Regions from separate parts of the Sus scrofa genome. Here all the other regions are linked to region 2. Evidence: chromatin contacts called from public HiChIP or PLAC-seq data. All regions are on one chromosome and are shown on one strand. Each heading gives the region's core, a stretch centred on a gene start, on an enhancer-like site or on the middle of the called end of the contact. The rest is flanking DNA. Distances are from core to core; before and after follow the strand shown. Region 1 overlaps FADS3 (fatty acid desaturase 3). Region 2 holds the start of BEST1 (bestrophin-1). Region 3 has its middle 28 kb from the start of INCENP.

Evidence for each region. HiChIP or PLAC-seq counts read pairs in DNA pulled down with a chosen protein or histone mark.
Region 1: an H3K27ac HiChIP or PLAC-seq map of skeletal muscle shows a contact between it and region 2. The contact joins the enhancer-like site here to the promoter of BEST1 in region 2. A contact is called at or near these places in 4 of 47 Hi-C or Micro-C datasets (adipose tissue, embryonic fibroblasts, heart right ventricle and 1 more) and 1 of 2 datasets of contacts at active chromatin or transcription factors (skeletal muscle).
Region 3: an H3K27ac HiChIP or PLAC-seq map of alveolar macrophages shows a contact between it and region 2. The contact joins the enhancer-like site here to the promoter of BEST1 in region 2. A contact is called at or near these places in 23 of 47 Hi-C or Micro-C datasets (adipose tissue, alveolar macrophages, blood and 15 more) and 2 of 2 datasets of contacts at active chromatin or transcription factors (alveolar macrophages and skeletal muscle).

Annotation. Positions count from the first base shown.
Region 1 is chr2:9,617,429-9,621,323 of Sscrofa11.1, reverse strand. It overlaps FADS3 (fatty acid desaturase 3), which reads right to left. Exons shown (of 12, transcript NM_001206434.1): 2 at 280-390. LOC110259247 (a long non-coding RNA gene) reads left to right here. Exons shown (of 2, transcript XR_002341468.1): 2 at 1-710. Among named protein-coding and RNA genes, the nearest start is that of FADS3, 12 kb to the right of the region's middle. Within about 2 kb of position 2,228, at least 6 of the 83 cell types and tissues checked have an H3K27ac peak or open chromatin away from gene starts, as enhancers often do. A contact at or near this core is called in skeletal muscle, where this site is marked.
Region 2 is chr2:9,549,146-9,552,829 of Sscrofa11.1, reverse strand. It overlaps BEST1 (bestrophin-1), which reads left to right and starts at 1,855. Exons shown (of 12, transcript XM_013994220.2): 1 at 1,855-3,684.
Region 3 is chr2:9,472,077-9,475,693 of Sscrofa11.1, reverse strand. No RefSeq gene overlaps it. Among named protein-coding and RNA genes, the nearest start is that of INCENP, 28 kb to the right of the region's middle. Within about 2 kb of position 1,728, at least 4 of the 83 cell types and tissues checked have an H3K27ac peak or open chromatin away from gene starts, as enhancers often do. A contact at or near this core is called in alveolar macrophages, where this site is marked.

The DNA of each region.
Region 1 (3,895 bases), core at 979-3,478, 68 kb before region 2:
TGCGGCAGGGACAGCCAAAAAACAAACCAAAAAACCCAGCTCATCACAGATGGGGGAGGGGGGGCGCTAAAAGCAAGGAGAAGGCTTGCCTGGGGTCCCCCAGCAAATGCTGGTGCAGGTGCTACAGCTCTGCCTATAACTGTGCCCAGGAAGAGACCGCAAACCCAGCCCTGGCCCCGGAGCCCCTAAGGATGATTCGGATGGAGCTGCTACTGGCAATGCCCCCCATCCCCTCCAGCCCCTCTCTGGGGGCTTAGCCTCCACCAGGGCCCTGCTCACATTCTGAGGTCCATCCTGGCTGGGCTCCTCCGGGGCCAGCTCTCCAATCAGCAGGGGCTGCAGGAACTTGCGCACAAAACTGAGGTCCTGGTGGAAGGCGTGGAAGGCATCCTGAAGGAGAACAGACAGTCAGGGGGACAGACAGACAGACAGACCGTTGCAGCCTGAAGCAGCAGGCAAAGCAGACAGGCAGTCTGGCTGTTCAGCTGTCACAGAAAGAGGACCACTCGGGTCAGCCTGGCCCACGAGTGTCGCCCCGCCCTGCAGCCCTTCCCCAAACCCGGCTGGGCGTTTTGTTCTGTTTCTATTTATTTTTATTAAAGCATAGTTGATTTACAGTGTTGTGTCAATTTCTGCTGCAAAGCAACACGACCCAGTCATATATATATATATTCTCTTATTAATAAATCTTCCATCGTGTTCTACCGTAAGACACTGGATATATAGTTCCTTGCGCCATACGGAAGACCTCACTGCTTATCCATTCTAAATGTAACCATTTGGGAGATTCCATCGTGGTGTGGCAGAAATGAATCCGACTAGGAGCCATGAGGTTTCGGGCTTGATCTCTGCCCTTGCTCAGTGGGTTAGGGATCTGGCGTTGCTGTGAGCTGTGGTGTAGGTCACAGATGCGGCTCAGATCCCTTGTTGCTGTGGCTGTGGCATAGGCTGGCAGCTGTAGCTCTGATTGGACCCCTAGCCTGGGAACTTCCATATGTCGTGGGCGAGGTCCTAAAAAAAAAAAAAAAGCAATAATTTGCACCTACAAATCCCAAACTCCCAGTCCATCACACTCCCTCCCCCACCCGCTCTTGGCAACCACTGGTTGGGCGTTTTAATATCTGGACTTACAGAAAGTTCTCCCTGGAAGACTCTGATTCCCTTAAATGAAAGCGTTTGACTTTTCCAAAAAAATCTCTGGAGAGCTTTCTGGAAATCGTACACCAGCTTTTATTTTCTTTTGCTATTTTAGGGCCTCACCCGCAGCATATGGAAGTTCCGGGGCTAGGGGTCAAATTGGAGATGCAGCTGCTGGCCTACGCCACAGCCACAGCCAACTCAGGATCTGAGCCACCTCTGTGACCCACACCAAACCTCACGGCAACACTGGATCCTTAACCCACTGAGCAAGGCCAGGGATCGAACCCACAACCTCACGGTTCCTAGTCGGGTTCATTACTGATGAGCCACGACAGGAACGTCCATACACCAGTTTTCAGGACCGCAAGCAGTGGGTAAAGGGTGGGTGAGGAAACGTGTACCTGAGAACCCCTGGGCCACCTGGAGAAAAAAAAAATCAGTCGAGGACCCCACATCCTGATTTCTTGGGGGTTGTGCAAGGAAGATGCTCAAACAGTTAAACTCTTTTTTTTTTTTTTTTTTTTTTTCCTGTCGTTAGGGCTGCACCTGCAGCAGATGGACGTTCCCAGGCTAGGGGTTGAATCAGAGCTATAGCCACCAGCCTACATCGCAGCCACAGCAACGCAGGATCCAAGCCATGTCTGTGACCTACACCACAGCTTATGGCAACGCTGAATCCTTTAACCCTCGGAGCGAGGGAGGCCAGGGATTGAACCCGAGTCCTCATGGATACTAGTTGGGTTCGTTACCCCTGAACCGCAATGGGAACTTCTCATTTGATTTTAAAAGCAGAAGTGGAAAATAAAAGTTTTTTAAAAGTTAAATAAACAGTGTGTGGTTCTCTGTAGGAGGAGGGGGTGGGGTAGGGCACAAAGCGAAGAAAGCCTTAGAGGGAGACCCCCGGAGAGATAAAGTGCTGGGGAAAGAGGCCCGAATGGGAAGTGACACTTCCCCTACCCGCTCAGCAGAGAATAAACCTGAATGTCACACCTGGGGCTCACTCCCGACGGAGCCCTGGTGTCACCGGCTCATTATCTTTCGCAGCTCTCTGGCTGCCTTTTATCTTTGCGCTTTCAGAGGCTCTCCTCCAGGGAGCCAGCCCCAGCCCGCAAGCAGCAAGCAGCTGGAAGCGAGGAAGCAGGGCCTGGGTGGTGGTGTCCCCCGTGGGGAAGTTGACGGCAGGCTGCTCAAGGAAACACCTTTGTATTTCCCATTGTCCTCTGGCTAATGAGTCCACCAGCCTCCACTGCCTTGGGGACAGAAGCACCTCGGCCCCCACTCCCACCCCCCACTTAGCAGCCACATCTGCAGCATCCTCGCGAGGGCTCCCCTTTCCTGTTAGGGGTCCCCTTTCCTGTTGTCTGCTCTCTTACCTGCCCAGGGCAGTCTGAGGACCTGGGGGTCCAGAGGGTCCAGCTTCTGGAATAATCTAAGGCCCTTGGGAAGGCCGACAGGGGGGCCCTCCCTGGAGCTCGTAACAGGGGAAGGGGCTGTATAGGGACAGACCTCATTCTCTCCAGGGACAAACCCTGATGAGGGGGCAGCCCCGCTGCGGGGTGGGGGGGGGGAGGGCTGGCCCCACAGGAAGCTGCCCCAGCCCTGCCCCAGTGGGGAGTGGGGGAGGGTGGCACTGGCAGAACTGCTAAAAGGGAAGTCTGCTCTTGGACTCAGCTGACCCCGCTCACCTGAACCTCCAGCGGGTCAGTTCTCCTGCCTGGAACTAGGCAAATCCAGGAGGCAAATCAAAGTAGCAAGACTCTAGGGTTTTTCTGCTTCTGGACTGTAGAACAGGTTTTTTCTTCTTCTTAGTTGTATTTAAAAAAAATAATTTATCACAGGAGCTCCCATTGTGGCGCAGCGGGAACAAATCCCAGTAGGAAACATGAGGTTTCGGGTTCGATCCCTGGTCTTGCTCAGTGGGTTAAGGATCTGGCATTGCTGTGGCTCTGGATAGGCCAACGGCTACAGCTCTGATTGGGCCCCTAGCCTGGGAACCTCCATATGCCGAGGGTGCAGCTCTAAAAAGACCAAAAAAAAAAAAAAAAAAATTATTACAGTTGATTTGCAATGTTCTGTCAATTTCTGCTGTATTTCTTTTTTTTTTTGGCTTTTGTCCTTTTAGGGCCACACCTGCGGCATATGGAGGTTCCCAGGCTAGGGGTCTAATTGGAGCTGTAGCCGCCGGCCTACGCCAGAGCCACAGCCACAGCAATGCCAGATCGGAGCCATATCTGCGATCCACACCACGCTCATGGCCACGCTGGATCCTTAACCCACTGAGTGAGGCCAGAGATTGAACCTGCGTCCTCTTGGATACTAGTCAGATTCAGTTCCACTGAGCCAGGCCGGGAACTCCCATTTTCACCATTTTGAAGTGTGGAGTTTAGGGTATTAAGTGTATTCACATTATTGGTTAACCAGCACCAGCATCCGTCTCCACCACTACTCCATCTTCCCGAGCTGACACACTAGCTCCCCACTTCCACCGCCCCCAACTGGCAACCACTGGCTGCTTTCTGTCTCTATGAAGTGACTTCTCCAGGGACTCACAGAAGAAGAATGGCACAGTATCTGCCCTTCTGTGACTAATTGCACTTAGCATAATGTCTTCAAGGTCAGCCATGTGTGGCAAGTGTCAGAATTTTCTTCCTTAAAAAGGCCAGATAAGCATTAGTTCGGATCCCCTCTCACTTCCCTTGAAACCCCGCTGGTGGCACACGGAGCCCACACGAGCACAGGAGCCTCTTCAAAGAGA
Region 2 (3,684 bases), core at 606-3,105:
TCCAGTTCCGACCTGGCCCTTGGTGGCTGTGTTACCTTGAACAAGGTGGGATTTGAAACTCAGCATCCTCCTTTAGAAAACGTGGATAATAATACCATACTGAACCATCCTTCAATAAGACCTCTGTGACTTTTCATGGGCTGTTCCCCTGATATGTAATGCTCTTCCACCCTTCTCAACTCAAACTCCTACTCATGCTTCAAGACCCAGCCCAAATGCTCCCATCTCTGTACAAGTTTCCCTGGCACAGATATTAGGCCTTGCCCACTCTGTGTTAAATGTTTCCCTGGGTTTTAGTCGACGGTAAATTCTTGGAGGCAAGAATCAGATTAGACTCACCCTGGCATCAGAAATGGTTTTTGACTGACGACGTTGCTAATGGAAAGCAGAGGAGCCCGACCCTGATGGGCTTTGGCCCTATCCTTGCAGAGGTCCATCCTGGGGCGCAAACGTCCAAGCATGGCTTGGGTCGATACGTGTGTGCTGTGGCCTTTCTGTGTGCCTGAGATACGCAGGGCTGGTTGGGGACACTTTCATGGCTGAGACCCAAGGGGAGAGACTTTGGCTTGTGCCTGTCTTTCGCAGTTGGGTGGGGCCAGGAGCAGCCCCTCATGGGGTATCCCTGGGGACATGCCGGGGCATCTGGGAGGCAAGGAGGGCTGGGCTGCACAGTCAGCTGGTCCTGCTGGGAATGTGGCGTGGGGGGCGGGGGTATTGCCAAGGAACCTGCAGATCAGGGAGAGGGAGGGAGGACTCCAGTGTCTCCCCACACCCTCTCATGGCTCTGTAGCTGCTGGTCAGGGTCAAGGAGATGGTGCCATCATCCAGCACCTGCTCCACCATCCAGACTCTGACCAATGATCAGGCTGGTCAAGGGCGCCCCCCAGTGGCCACCTCAGGGGATGCAGGAACCTGACTCCACAAAGGCAGGAGGTCCATTCATTCCAGCTCATACAGAATGAGCCTCCGCAGGCCAAGCGTGGTACCAGACATGTTTCGATTGTATTTTTAAAATATATTTGTTAATCATCTGCCAGATGGGAAGCTCTCTCTTGAGTGTTGGTCCGGGTTGGTGGGGGAAGAGGGGCTGCAAGGATAGGAAAACTCACAGCAGTGACCTCAACCCACACTGTCCGCTAGACTCACCTGGGGAACTTGAAAAAATACCAGTGATAGGGATCCACCCGGACCAGTTGAACCTGGAGAGTGAGGCAGAGGCACCCTCCCTAGATGTTGCCCAGGCAAAGTCAGCAGGCAAAGTTAGCAGGCAGAACTCTGGTTTGGAAAGCTGAATAAAACGTTTTTCCAACCATCCTTCTCACCCGGGTCCCGAGGTGGGTGTTCCATTTCACAGATGAGAAGACTGAGGCTCGGGGCAGGTCGGTTGAGGACAGCGATGGGAAAACATCTCCCCCAGCACAGGCAGTGGGGGATGCAGCAAAAACTCCTAAGACATTCCCTGATCTTAAAGAGACTCCGTTATAACAGTAAGGGTGTGGTTGTTTGCTGCGATTAGAAAAGGACCCGGGGTCGTTGTGAAATAATCTCTTTTTCCAGGCAGCGAATTGTAAAGTTAAAAATGACGAGAGTTCCCGTCGTGGCGCAGAGGTTAAAGAATCCGACTAGGAACCTCGAGGTTGCGGGTTCGATCCCTGGCCTTGCTCAGTGGGTTAAGGATCCGGCGTTGCCGCGAGCTGTGGTGTAGGTCGCAGACGCGGCTCGGATCCCTCGTTGCTGTGGCTCTGGCGTAGGCTGGCAGCTGCAGCTCCGATTAGCCCCCTAGCCTGGAAACCTCCATACGCCGCGGGAGCGGCCCAAGAAATGGCAAAAAGACAAAAAAAAAAAAAAAGATGCTCACGAAAATCACCCGTAATCTCAGCATTATTAATGCTAAGGAGTATGGGGCGGGGGTGGGGGCGGGTGAGTAGAAAAGGGGATTGAAGGAGAGAGGGAGGCGGGAAGAAGGGAGGGGGAGGGAGGAGTGGATTTATTTTAAGGCTCAAGGTCATACTGTAAAGCCGCGCTTCCGGAAAGTGTGGTTCAAAGACCACCGGTATTGTAATCCTCACGGTGCTGTTAGAAACGCAGCATCTCTCAGGTTGCAGAATCAGACGCTGGAGAACGATCCTGGGAAGCTGCATGTTTAATAAACATTCCAAGCCATTCTTCCGGCCACAGAAGACCAAGGGCTACTGCTGTTTCGCTTTCAGTGGCTTAGGAGGGTTCTCACGTATGGATGGAGGTATTAAAATGCATGGAAGCAGCTGCTGGATATTAACCAGCTGCCCTTGGGAACCTGAGCACATATTTCCATCTTGCCCCGGCTGGCTGGGAGCCAGCGGCACAAACACCAGAGCTGCTGTGTCATCGTACACCATGCCCGGCCCCCACACAGCAGCCCACCCCCCGACCCCTTTCTCCTTCCATAGCTCTGAACCAACCTACGAACTGGGCCCTGCCAGCCAATGACAGCCCGAATAACCTATGATGTCATCAGCAGCCAATCAGAGCTCCTCGGGCGTATATGCTGAATTCGGTCATCTTACTGGAGTGCTGGGGTTCTAAAGCAACAGCTTTCTTTTCAGAGAGGGACGCTGAGGCCTAGAGAGGAGCAGAGGCCCACCCAGGGTCACCACACCAGGTGGCAGAACCAGGACTAGAAGCCGGGACTTCTGACGGTGGTCCAGCGTTCCTAGGGGTTCCTACAGTGCCGCCAAAGCCCACAGGGCCCAGGCAGACGCCGCCCTCTCTGGATGGCTCCTGGAATGGGAGATGAGGCCCAAAGCTTCACCCCTTCTCCCCGCAGCTCTTGCTGCAAGATCTCGGGGGTCAGATACAGATACCCCGCCCCCCGACACACTCCTTGGCCCCATCTCTGGAGTTTAGGACCCAGAGGAAATGGCAGGATGGCCCTGAGAGTTGCCCCCAATTCCAGCTCTGGTCTCAGCTCGGCCCCGCTCCCCCCAGGAAGGAATTAGAGGGCCCCGGCTGGACTCGCCTCCCTGCTGCTTACGAGCAGATTATGAGGAGGGGCCAAGACAAGCTCTCCTTTGTGGAGGCCCTGGCTTAGGGAGTCAAGTGACTGCTTAGCATACACGTGGGCAGTGCCAGCCCCTAAGAGTGAGCAGGGGCACTGGCCACAGGACCCCAGAGAGTCCCACAGGGTCTGTGGCCAGACTTTTTGTGGGATCGCCTGACCGGCCTGGAGCCCCATCTGTGAGTAGGGTTGAGCCAGCAGGCTGGGCTGGGAGCGCTGAGGGCCTTTAGGGTGGATGACTGTCTCCGCATCTGTGTACGTGATGGATACACGCAGGTAGCACCTGAGCAGGTGTGCAGGCACCTGTGTATCCATGTAAAGGCCCTGAAGTGGGAATGAATTTAGTGTGAACCGGGCACAGAGACAGGCAGTGTGACTGCCTCAGAGCAGGTGAGGGGGGTGCCAGTCATTGCTTCAGTAAAAAAAAAAAAAAAATTGGCGGGGGGGCACCCCATGGCACACAGAGTTCCCAGGCCAGGGATCAGATCTGAGCTGCAGTGGCAACCTAAGCTGTAGTTGTAACCTAAGCCATAGCTGTGGCAATGCTGGATCCTCAATCTACTGCTGGGCTAGGGCTCGAACCTGCGTCCCAGCACTCCCAGGACTCTGTGGATCCCATTGCAACACAGTGGGAACTCCTGCTTCAG
Region 3 (3,617 bases), core at 479-2,978, 77 kb after region 2:
CCACTGAGCCACGACGGGAACTCCTCAGGAAACAAGCTTTAATTCTTCACTCATTCACTCAGCGATACTCTCGGTGCACCTGCTGTGGGCCAGGTGCCATTCTCCACGCTGGGGACCCAGCACTGCAGCATCCCACTCTTCGTGGAGTTTCCATCCTAGGGGGAGGAGATGGACCATACATGGTTAGACAAATAAACAAGAAACTATCCGGGAATAATTAGGGCTATAGGGAAAATGCACCTGGGACATGTCATGGAGGGATCTGGTGGCCACTTTAGACATAGAAGGAAACATACTGCATCCCAAACCCTGGGCAGTCAGATGCCTTCCTAACCCACCCACCCAGGTAAAACGTAGAGCCTCCTTTTTTTCTTTCTTTAAAATTCCTTTTTCTTTATATTTCTTAAAATTTTTATTTTATATTGGAGTATAGTTGATTTGCAGTGTTGTGTTGGTTTCAGATGTACAGCAAAGTGAATCAGTTATACATACATCCATTCTTTTTCATTCTTTCCCCATATAGGTTATTACAGAATATTGAGTAGAGTTCCCTGTGTGATATGGAGCCTTTTTTTTTTTTTTTTTTTTTTTTTGTCTTTTCTTGTCTTTTCTAGGGCTGTACCCGCAGCATATGGAGGTTCCCAGGCTAGGGGTCTAATCGGAGCTGTAGCCACCAGCCTACGCCAGAGCCACAGCAACTCGGGATCCGAGCCATGTCTGCAACCTACACCACAGCTCATGGCAACGCCGGATCCTTAACCCACTGAGCAAGGCCAGGGATCGAACCCACAACCTCATGGTTCCTAGTCGGATTCGTTAACCACTGCGCCACGATGGGAACTCCAGGCCTCCTTTTTTAAGGACATGAAAGGCCAACAATTCCTGCCCATGGACAGAGGTCACAGTCTCTTTATGAGTGCCCCTCTGAAAGGGAACACAAAAACAAAACTTTGTTGAAGTATGATTTACATGCAATAAAAGGTGCTTAAAAAAAAAATTGAGGAGTTCCCATCGTGGCTCAGCAGAAATGAATCTGACTAGCATCTGTGAGGACGCAGGTTCGATCCCTGGCCTTGCTCAGCATGTTAAGGATCCGGTGTTGCCGCGAGCTGTAGTGTGGGTCATAGACACCACTCGGATCCTGCATTTCTGTGCCTGTGGTGTAGGCTGGCAGCTACAGCTCCTATTGGACCCCTAGCCTGGGAACCTCCATATGCTGTGGGCAAGGCCCTAAAAAGATAAAAAAAAAAAGACGCTTTAATAGTTTTGACGAACATTTACAGTCATGAACCCACCAGTACAACCAAGATACGGAACCTCTCCACCGTCGCAGAAAGTTTCCTCCTGCACTTTTGAAGCCATTCCACCCCACTCCCACTGCCTGCCAAGAAATCACTGGTCTGCTTTTTGCCTTTTTTTTTTTTTTTTTTTTTTTTGGTCATTTTAGGGCAGCCCCTAAGGCCTATGGAAGTTCCCAGGCTAGGGGTCGAATTGGAGCGGCAGCCGCCACAGCAGATCTGAGCCACATCGGCAACACCAGATACTTAACCCACCGAGCGAGGTCGAGGATTGAACCCACAATCCTCATGGATACTAGGCGGGTCCTTCACCCACCGAGCCACCATGGGAACTCCCAAGGCAGATCCCGCTTGGCTGGTGAGACTGGCTTTCAGAGTAGGAGGTTTTTCATGCCCAGGAGGACAGGAAGAAGACAGGTCCCCACAAAGTGGTGGCATGACACCACCTAAAGGCGTTTTTGTGTCACAGAGAGGAAGTCTCACGGGCTTACAGTATGCTCGGTTCCTTGTCTCCATTGGGCCAGGAAAGCCGCTCAAAGGCATCCCATCCATCAATCATTGCATGTAGCTCAAACACGTGTTCAAGCCCTGAGGTCCAAACTGAGGACAAAGCCGTCAGGGTGTCCTTTAAACGAATGAAATGCCGATATGAAACTTCCTTTATTTAAAGCCGAGAGATTCAACAGGAGGCTCTGACATCAGCCCACCTGGATGCGAGCCTTGGAACCCTGGCTCCCCCGCTGCCTCTGCCTGAGGTTCACAAAGTGCAGCTTTAATCTTCATGTATTGCAGAGCCCTCATCTGTCAAGCGGGATGGATGATATTTACCCCACAGGTGGCGAGGATCGCATGAGATGACGCAGCCACGTGCTTAGAATAATAACTCTCCATCATTATCGGCTCAACGGAGGACACCACGACTATTAAAAATTACATAGGAGTTACGGTGGTGGCACAGCGGAGACAAATCTGACTAGTATCCATGAGCATGCAGGTTCGATCCCTGGACTCGCTCTGTGGATGGGGGATCCGACATTGGGGTGAGCTGTGGTGTAGGCTGACAGCTGTAGCTCCGATTCCACCCTCTAGCCTGGGAATCCATATGCCACAGGTGCAGCCCTAACAAGCAAAAACAAATAAATAAATAAACAAACAAACAAATAAAGATATTTGCACTGTCTTTTTTTCTTTTTTGTCTTTTTAGGGCCGCATCTGTGGCATATGGAGGTTCCCTGGCTAGGGGTCGAATCAGAGCTGAAGCCACTGGCCTAGGCCACAGCCACAGCAATGTGGGATCCGAGCCGTGTCTGCAATCTACACCACAGCTCATCACAGCGCTGGATCCTTAACCCACTCAGAGAGGTCAGGGATTGAACCTATGTCCTCATGGATGCTAGTCAGGTTCATTTCCACTGAGCCATGACGGGAACTCCTGCACTGTGTCTTTAAAAAAAATTATATAAACAGGAGTTCTCACTGTGGCTCAGTGGTAACCAACACAACTGGTATCCATGAGGATGTGGGTTCGATCCCTGGCCTAATTCAGTGGGTCAAGAATCCAGTGTTGCTGCAAGCTGCAGCGTAGATCACAGATGTGGCTCAGATCCCACATTGCTGTGGCTGTGGCATAGACTGGCAGCTGCAGCTCCGATTCGACCCCTAGCCTGGGAACTTCCACATGCCACAGGTGCGGCCCTAAAAAGAAAAAAAAATTATATAAATATAAATTTCTGGCATGGGGAGATATACCTTGGCTATTACTTTAAAAAAATTAGCTATAAAATTGGGTTGTGATGATCATTGTACAACTATAAATGTAATAAGTTCATGGAGTAATATAAAAATAAATAAAGACATAAATTTAATTTCAGGAAAAATATATATGTTTTAATAAAAAGATGAGTAAGTTTAAAAAAACTAAAAATAATATTTTGGAGTTTCATGGTGGCTCAGCAGGTTAAGAATCCAGCATGGTCACTGCTATAGCTCAGTAGCTGCTGTGGCAGGGGTTCAATGCCTGGCCTGGGAACTTCTGCATGACATGGGCACAGCCAAAAAAAAAAAAAAAAGCAGTATAAGTTTGATCCCATTCTGAAAAGAAAAAGATGGGTATTTATAAGTACATTTGACATCATAGAGAAACATTTAGAACGATATACACCCAATTATGAATTTACCATGCCTCTAATCTTCTATACCGCATAGATTAGTGGTACAACACAAAAATACACATTTAAAAAATATCTAGCCCTGCACCTTCCAATTCGGTAGCCACCAGCCACATGCGGTTATTTATATTGAAAATAACTAAAATTAAAC